2 separate regions of the Mus musculus genome follow, and region 2 is linked to region 1. A link is a contact called in public ChIA-PET data. All regions are on one chromosome and are shown on one strand. The core of a region is the stretch at or near the end of the contact, and the rest is flanking DNA. Distances in the headings are between cores, read along the strand shown.

Evidence for each region. ChIA-PET counts read pairs in DNA pulled down with a chosen protein or histone mark.
Region 2: an RNA polymerase II ChIA-PET map of memory CD8 T cells shows a contact between it and region 1, with 15 read pairs. The contact joins two enhancer-like sites. A contact is called at or near these places in 1 of 15 datasets of contacts at CTCF or cohesin (the NIH/3T3 cell line) and 1 of 115 datasets of contacts at active chromatin or transcription factors (memory CD8 T cells).

The regions. Positions count from the first base shown.
Region 1 is chr15:52,750,887-52,755,481 of GRCm38.p6, reverse strand. All of the region lies in intron 3 of Gm41323 (a long non-coding RNA gene), which reads left to right. Among named protein-coding and RNA genes, the nearest start is that of Gm34794, 33 kb to the left of the region's middle. Within about 2 kb of position 1,996, at least 56 of the 459 cell types and tissues checked have an H3K27ac peak or open chromatin away from gene starts, as enhancers often do. A contact at or near this core is called in memory CD8 T cells, where this site is marked.
Region 2 is chr15:53,154,828-53,159,422 of GRCm38.p6, reverse strand. The region is part of intron 1 of Ext1 (exostosin glycosyltransferase 1); the gene reads left to right. Among named protein-coding and RNA genes, the nearest start is that of Ext1, 190 kb to the left of the region's middle. Within about 2 kb of position 1,957, at least 70 of the 459 cell types and tissues checked have an H3K27ac peak or open chromatin away from gene starts, as enhancers often do. A contact at or near this core is called in memory CD8 T cells, where this site is marked.

The sequences.
Region 1 (4,595 bases), core at 747-3,246:
TTGACTGTTCAGCTTCCTAATAATGATGATATACAACTGAGATAAAAGCTGGGATGCTATGCTCACGGTTTCATGTCCTAGTTCGTGTGCACACATGTGTCTGTGCATGTGCGTGAGAGGGAGAGGGAGGGAGAGAGGGAGGGAGGGAGGGAGGGAGAGAGAGAGAGAGAGAGAGAGAGAGAGAGAGAGAGAGAGAGAGAGAGAGAACGCAGAGGAGTAGCTTGCAGGGGTTGATTTAATCCTGTCCTTTTACCACATGGGTCTAAGGGACTGACCACAAGTCAGGAGTCTTTCAATGCAGACCTTTACCTGCTGAGTCAGTGCAGCAGCTGTGTTTGAGGAGATCCTAAAAAACCAACTGCACAGTAACAGGGAAATAGTTTTAAAATAAGGACTCCTAAAACAACAACAACAACAACAACAAATTCTAGGTGTCATTTTATAAGAGGGAGAGAAGGCAAGAAAGAGTGATAGCGATAGACCAAGAGGGAGAGGGAGAGGGGGGGAGAGCGAAGAGTTTCTGGAGATTAAACCCAGAGCTTTAGGCAGGCTAGAAAAATTTCATCACGTTGGAGGTAAACCTCAGCCCTAAAAGAACATTTTAATAGATAGCTCAATTACTCTTTGTAACATTACATTGTAGATACAGTATTTCAGTGAGATTTCCGGGTGGTATCATCTGTGCATTTTGACCAAGGAGAGAATAAACAGGAACAACCAGTCCATTGCATGAAGAATTAGTACATTGAAAATGCCAGTGCCTTCGCATACTTATGTAAAGTTACTGTGCCAAGATCCAGCATGCCTGACTTACACAGGTTACCTGTGTATGCTAGTTCTCTGGGAACACAACACTGATCTATAGCATTTTCCTATCGAGATGTTGTTAGCTTTCCCACAGTGCCTGACACATGCTGCTAAGGGGCATCTCTGAAAGAAGATCTAGGAAGACCATAAAGAATCAGCTCCTGAGAGGCTGTGCCAGCTGATAGAGCTCACCACAGGGGAGCCCTCACAAACCAGGCCTAGAAAGAAGTGTAAATACAGGGCTACGGCAGCACTGCATATAAAGGAATTCTATATAATGGAATATATAACAAGTATATGCCAACTGGAAGTTTATACTAAATTTAAGGATAGTGATCTATGACCCCCCCACCCCCCCAAAAATCTAAAATACATGTTTAGCCAGGCTGTGGGGACACAAGTCTTTAATCCTAGCACTTGGAAGGCAGAATCAGGTAGATTTTTGTAAGTTCAAGGCCAGCCTGGTTTACATAGTCAATTCCAAGACTACAGAGAAACCTCTAAAAACCAAACCAACCCAAACCAACCCAAACCAACCCAAACCAACCAACCAAACAAACAAACAAACAAAACAGATAGTGGTCTAAATAGTTAGGCTGGGCCAGAGATTAGATAGAAAACTGTCTTATGTAAATGAGATAAGTTTGCAGATGGAAGTCTTATAGATCTTGTTAAAATGCAATCTTCTTCTTCAGCACACTCTAGGGTATGGCCTGAGAGTCAACGCTGCTAATGTACTTCCTGTGGGGATAAGGGTGTTGGTCTGTGGGCTGCCCTCTCATAACCTCTGACTGCACTCAAAATAAGCCGACCTATTACCATTTTTTTTTTGATCTGCTGTCAAAGCCACAGAATTTAACAGTATAAACCACCATGCAGCTGCACCCAACAAGCATGAGAGGAGGTGGAGGCAGCGTCAGACAGCAGAAGACTGTCCTTCTATCTATCTGAACAACTCAATAATGTTCTGCTATTGGGTGATGAAAGTCCTGGTGGGCTAGGGAAGGTCTTTTTGGCCTAGAAGCAGGAACAAAACACAAAACAGTCAATCAATCAATCAAACAAACAAACAAGCAGTCAACTTGCAGATTATGTGGCTGTGATGGTTTGAATATGCTTGGGTCATGGAAGTAGCAGTATTAGGAGTGTGGCCTTGTTGGAGGAGGTGTGGCCTTGTTGGAGGAAGTGTGCCAATGTAGAGGTGGGCTTTGAGGTTTCCTCCTGTGCTCAAGTTCCACACAGTGTAGAAGAGGGTGTCCTCCTGCCTGCCTTCAGATCAAGATGTAGAACTCTCAGCTCCTTCTCCAGCACCATGTCTGCCTGGATGTTGCCATGCTTCCCACCATGATGATAATGGACTGAACCTCTGCAACTGTAAGCCAGCCCCAATTAAATGTTGTTCTTTAGGAACGTTTCCTTGCTCACAGTGTCTCTTCACAGCAATGGAAACCCTAACAAGGACAGTGGGTGACTTAGACTGTGGGGCAGAAAATCTCACTGGGAAATCTGTTTTACTCCAGATGAGAGAGTCAGTTCCCAGACACACAGCCATTCTTTCCAGGCAGCCCTTGACCCACAGAGTGACTCCTCAGCTCCTCTAAGAACAAAGTACTGAAGTTAAAAACTGTTGGTTACAACTACCACAAGAATAGCTACCCCATTGGTTTTGAGCTAAAATCACCTCCTTTAAGATACAAGACTCAGCCCTGTCAATCGCTAAGTCTGGCGCATGAGCTGGACCTCACTGTCATTGATCTGACTGGTTTGTTGTTGGTTTCTTTTTCCATCACTTGCTCCATTCCTTCTTCCTTCTTGGCAGGACAATCTCCAACAGCAATGCTGAGACATCCATGCAGCCACACTCCCATGGCTTTTGGTGTGGTTTGTGTCTGTCAAATAGTTTGTTTCTTTGGTGGACTTGGATAAAAATTCCTTTCTTAATAAAAAGAGAAACTGCAGCAAAAGAAAATTCTACTCTCTTTTTCCTTCCCTTTAGTTCTAATGGATAAACAAATGATAGTTGGGGCTGCTACAGCCCTCATGGTGTGTGAGACTAGAAGCCTATAGACAAAGAGCCAGCACACTATGGAGACATAAGCGGGAGAATGAGTAGAGCTAAGGTCCTTGATATAAATATTATTGGCGAGCTCTTAACCTAACCCTGTGACCTAGAATTCTAGAATCCTTAAGTGATTTTATCCCCTACAGTTAGGTACCCTTATATCTTATAGGTAGCCTTATACCTTATTGATATACAAGTTACTTAGCCTGTTTGACCCTAAACTTTCTCATCTAATAATTGAGGATAATACCACGCAGGAATGTGAGGAGTAATTAATGATTTGATCTTTATGCTCTATCATACCAGTTCACCTGTATGATGCTCTCCACCCATTTGGCTTATTAGTTACTGTTTGGAGACAGTTTTCTGAGTCCAGCCATCTCAGAAACAAGTTCTACCTTGTTGACAGGGTCAAACCTGAGTTCATGTTCTCAGGTCCTGGAACCCAACTACTATCCTGCTTCTTCAGATGTTTCATGTTTTTCTGCTAACCAGGAAAGGATGTAAAAATGAAAGTTGCTGTTATCTTGTTGTCTAAATTACAAGCACACAAGTCATAAATGCATCGCCTGTCTTGACTTAATTGACCACGTGCTGCTTGCCCACTCCTTTGTTCCTATATCATTATAAATTCTAGGTCAGAGTCCAGGAAGGGACCTGACTGCAAAAGGTGACTCAAGGATCCTGAAACTTGGAGACCTGGATACGTCCCAGTCACCAACTTTAACTTCCCTGCTTAATGCCTTGTGTTGAAATATGATTGGTCAAGGCAACAGCCCTCCCTCCTCCCCCTTGCTTTGTGTTGTCATCCCATAAAATTGTTGTACAATCTCCCTTTGGGGAGTCAGTTCAGATTCCAAACTGGCACCCTTTCGAATGTGCAGAAAATAAAGCTTTCATTTTTAAACTTCTGTCTCTGAAGTGAGTTTTCTCAGCTTCTACCCCAAATGCAAAAGTTACAAGTATAGAAATCTTTTGAGTAACGTGAAGATTGCTAGATGGTTGATGATTTGATGAACCTTCTATTAGAGGAAATTAACACACATAGCACGGTGCCTGGTTTCATTGAGACTGCTGCGTTGGATCACTTTACATAGATGTGCCAATGAGTGTACGTACATTCATATCTTTTTATTCCAACCATACTTTCCTGAGTTTCTAAGGAAGTATTCACTTTATATCCGGGGAGACAAGTTTTTAGAGCATCGTTCAATGGCTCAGAAAGCATCCTTCTTATATACACTAACTACATACACTCAGTGCTGCTGGAGAGCACAAACATGGTTTGGGGCTTAGGTTTCATTATCCCCCTTTCCTAGCTACATTCTACAAGTCCTTGTGAGCTTCAGCAGGCACAAAGTTTGCCAGAGCCTTGGAAAGGTGCACATTGATCTAATATGAAAGCATTGTGAACCTCATTGTCCCCCCAGATGAGGGACAGCTGACTGGTAAAACTGCCACCACTTTATTTCCCTTACTCTGTCCTTTCAGAAGTGGCTGCTCTCACTGTCACAGGGAGTTGTTGAAATCGTCTTTATTTTTCTGCAGCTTCGAAAGCAATCAACTTGTCTATGAAAATCATCCTCCATTGTCAAGACAACAATAGCCCTGGCAAACTCCTCTCTGTCTTCAAGTAGGTTTTGAAAGGCATCATCTTTTCCAATTCCAGAGAGGAAGGAAGTGCCTAAAATTCTGCTTCTGAAGTGCTAGGTAAAACACCCTCAGG
Region 2 (4,595 bases), core at 708-3,207, 400 kb before region 1:
AGATGGAGTGTGGGTCTCTCCTGCCCCAGGACATGAGTTGCCTCAGCTTAGTAGCTGTGTGTTGGCCAAATGTGCTGGTTTTTCTCCATGTGTCAGTGTTGGGAGGGATTGCAAGGCAGAGTAGATCCCAACCCCAGAATTGAACTTGAGGTCACCAACATCCTCTAACAGAGGATGTAAATGGTAATTTTAGGTCCTGTATCTCTGTCCATTCTTAGTTATGAATTGGAATGAGTTTATTGAGCCACCTAGCCCAGGTGGTCTCCTCCAGACAGTAATCCTACTACTAAAGTGTTTGAACTTGCTTTTATACAACAGTGTGAAGAGCTTCCTTGTTCCAGCTGTCCATGTGAAAAGTGCATAGCCTGTATAAATATCATAGACCTTCACGGAGAGGCATTCCTGTCTCCCTCAGCCTAGGGACCTTTGCTTAGGCCACATGTCATGTCTGTCCATCTCTCTGTCTCCTGCCAGGTCTTTCCTCCTCTTCTTCCTCCTGTTCCTCCTTGTCCCCATGGAACACAATGCACACACGAACACTTAGGCTTACCCTACTAGGATCCATGATCCTGGAAGCCATCCCCTAATATCCAGTGAGTACCTTCCAATGGCCTCGCTGCTTCCATTTTGCACTGGCTGAACTGAACCTCATTGACTGCTCATTGAACTCTACGTTGGCTAGAGATCAGCACCTCTGAAATAAACAAAAGTATGTCTGGACATGGAATTCTCCATCTTCAAATTGCCACGTGGAAAGTGATAGTTTTTTCCTTAAATGTATACTTTCCTGACTCCTCAGTTCCAAAGGTGGCATCATCAAAACAAACAAACCAACCAACCAACCAACCAACCAACCACAACCCTCTGACAGCAGATAAACTTTGATTTCCCTTGAATTTCATTCATCTCTCTGCTTCTTGCAAACACAGGCCTGGTGTACCTTGGAGGTATGATCTGCAGCCTCCTCTGTTCGTTGTGTAGGATTCGTTGACTTATGGAGCATTTGAACACAAGCTCCCTGTGTTGCCCAGTAGGAACCCACTTGATCCTTTCCAAAGCCACTCTTGTGGAGCTTGTGATGTTCAATGAACACGTTAACAAGCTGTCACTGTGACTTTGTCACCAGGCAAATCTCAGAGCATCTCCAGGCTCATTTTGCCTAATTATTTATACATACAGATTTCAGTCCCTCTTACTGGGCTTAGTCAGACCTGTGCAGGTTATCAAGTATGGCAAGATATGTCATGAATGCTTTGCCATTAAAACTGGTCACTTCTGTCTTGGGGTCCCGCTAATCTTAAAGTGAATAGCAGAAAATTTTATTTATTTATTTTTTAAGCTTTGGAAGTTACAAAATTTGTTCCTTGAAACAACTTACCTTTGAATGTTTGCCAGTGTGAACCTAACACCTAGCCCTGTCAGTTTAAAATGTGTGTGCCTGTATTTGAACAGAGAATGTAAATTTAATCCTAGTAGGTGCCTATTCTGAAAACCATCTTCTCTCCAGTGTAAATGTGCACTTATCAGAACAGAACAAATGTATTCAAAAACAGGAGAGTAAATGGCCTTTTTGATTCAGATTGCCTCTACACTCTCCCCCTCCCCTCCCCCATCATAGTGAAAGCTTTATTATCAATCCCTTCATTTTCTTCCAGCTTTAGATTTGGAGGGCAGAACAGGAAAACATTTGGGGGCCAGTTGTTTTGAATCAAAACAAATCAAGAACTGGCAAAAAACAGTCGTTTCCTGGCTCTCTGCTGATCTGATTGGTGTCATTTCCCCAGCTCAGGAGAGCTGTGTTTGCTCATCTTTCGTTTGCTTCTGCAGATTGGTGTTAGTGGGTGATGTAAAAACCCTCTAACGTATTAAATGGCAGTGAGGTAACACAGAACTGGAGCCCCTGACTGCCTGGCCTTGTTTTAGGGATTTCCCCTTCACATACATCTCTGCTTGACAAGGACAGACAGGGTGTTTTTCGGTGGCTTCCTAGGCTGGCATAGGAAGTGTCTGGTGGCCCACTTCCTGTGTCACATTGTTCACACATTTGACAAAACCCAGAAAAAAAAGGCAGCGGCAAGGGAAGTTAGGCTTCACTTTGCCATGAAGGCATAATTACATAAGAGTGGCATCTAAAAGTGCCAGACATGGTCTTGGAGCAACCACAATTCTGATCAGTGGGCTGAATTTCTGAGAATACCACTACCCGTGGCTTTGAAGTCCCTAACTCTGTCTAACCACTCAGTTTGCAAGATTGGAACAAGAAAAGTGGTGAGTTTGCAAACCTTAGTCACAGGACAATATTTGGGACAGTGTGCCTGGGATCTCTCAGAGGCACAGGCACATTCCTTCATTCCCCACCCCAACATGGAGCCGTTTTATGGAGCTACATCTTGCCTCAGCTTCTCTCAGCTTCTGAGTGGGTACAGTTCCAGATGTGTGCCCCCATGCCCTGCTCTGTGTCTTCTGACATGAAGGTCATCAGACAGAGTCTCTGGTTGGGGCATAAAGGCCTGGGTGCATACTGCTAACTTGAAGCCTTGCTTCTTAAAGAGTCCTGGACATTCTGCATGTGTCCTTTTTCTCTGTAAGATAGGAGAGTAGGGCACAGCAGCTGCTACCTAAAGACCATGTGTGGAACCAAATAACTCAGTACACACCTGTAAGGTCTGTACTGATGAGTTTGAAGCTCAAAGGTCTTTACAGTTCAAGATCATGTATCTAAGAGGATACAAAACAAACTTCAGGGCTAGGAAAATAGCTCAGTGGGAGGATGTTTGTCTAGCATGCCTGAGACCCTGGGTTCAATCCCCAGTACTAGAAAATTAACTAACTAATAAAATAAAAAATTTTTAAAAATCCACAAAAGTAAAGAACACAAACTCAACCCAATGAATACAAAAACCAAACACATGAACACACATGAAGTCACATTATGGAATCCCTTCCTCACTTTGTTTTTTTAGATGACATTTACTGTTATTTATAAATTTGATATAAAAATAATAATAACATTCCTTTACAATAAATCATGGTTAGTAGTATCTCATAAAAAGCCTTCTGTGCTATGTTCATGCACACAGAGCAAGCACAATTGAGGCTTGAAAAGGCTCGTGACCCTCTTGGAAAGGTGGATCTGGGATTGAAACATGTCTGCTGTTGGGCTGTAGCTCCTTAGCCAGTGAGACTTACAGAGATGGTTAACAGTTGTTGGCTGAGATCATACGAGGGGTGGGTACCTAGCACAGGTTTAGGGCACAGGCAAGCAGCACAGCAGACAGCTTATGGATGAAACAGTCCAGTGGAGTGGGCCTTTAGGTTTCTCCCTTTTCAGTAAGATTGTCACACCCTATGTTAGGTGACCACCAGCCATGGTTGAAATCACTTCCCCTGGGCAGGGCAGTATGTATGCTCTGTGCACTGCTGGGTGTTAGTATTCTTGTTTAGACCCTGAGCATTTACACAGGCTGTAGATTACCGATGAAATGCTTCTGTTTAGCTAGGACAGCCAGATGAAGTCTGTTGCAGTTGTTCGGTTCTTAACTGTCTGCTGATTTTTGGCCTAATGGAAACATGGCCGAAGTCAAGCATTCTTTCCAGTTGACAGATACAGTGTATTTGCCCAGCAGGGAAATTGGGGCACATTTGAAGCAAGGAAGATGCTGAGCAAATGGGAGTGACAGGAAACAAGGTGAGAAGTCTGGTGTGGGCAGGACCTTGCAGGTTGCCACCCAAGGAGGCAAGGAGGCAAGTATAGAACAGCGTCTTTCTCCTGTGGGGATGCAACCTGTGAGTGTGAGCCCTTCACTGAAGGCCGTGGGTTTAGAGGGCAGTTATTCTCTTTGTGCCTGCTCTTTCTCTGGATGTAATTAAGGAGACTTTAGAGAAGGAATCTTGTGCTAAAGCCCAGATAAGAGCCTGAACTTATCTACCTCCCCAAATCCCTAAAGCCAAGTTGGATTTTAATATTTTTCTTTTGGATTTGACTTTGCTGCTGTGCGAAGGGGCAGCAGGTGGGGAGGAGAGAGAGGAGAGTTCCTGGGGAAGAAGAAACCTTTATGGAGACCCATTTTTAATCTCCATGATGGCTCAGTAATGTAAGCCCTGAGAGTTGGCAATGGAAGGAAAACTGCAGGATTAATGGCCTTGTGCCTGCTTCTCTGATACCCTTTAAAAGGCCAGCTAACCAGCTGGCTCCCTCCTGCTCCAAATGCTCTCCCTCTCAAATCCTGAGTTGTGTTGTTTCTTTTTGGCTGATTTTAATTTTCTTCTTCGTTTCTGAATTTCAGCACCAAGGGGGTAGGGAGACTTTTCCTTCCTTCCTTCCTTCCTTCCTTCCTTCCTTCCTTCCTTCCTTCCTTCCTTCCTTCCTCCCTCCCTCCCTCCCTCCCTCCCTCCCTCCCTTCCTTCCTTCCTTCCCTCCTTCTTCCTTCTTCTTCCCTCCACACCCCATGTGTGTGGTGGGGTGGGAGGTTATAGCACTACAGATGAACAGGAAGATTTTATAGGAAAGAGATTTAGTTCATCGTAATTTAGGGATTTATTTTGGTGACTATTTTCCTTAAATTGAAACCCTGTGTGTGTGCTTGTATTTGTAC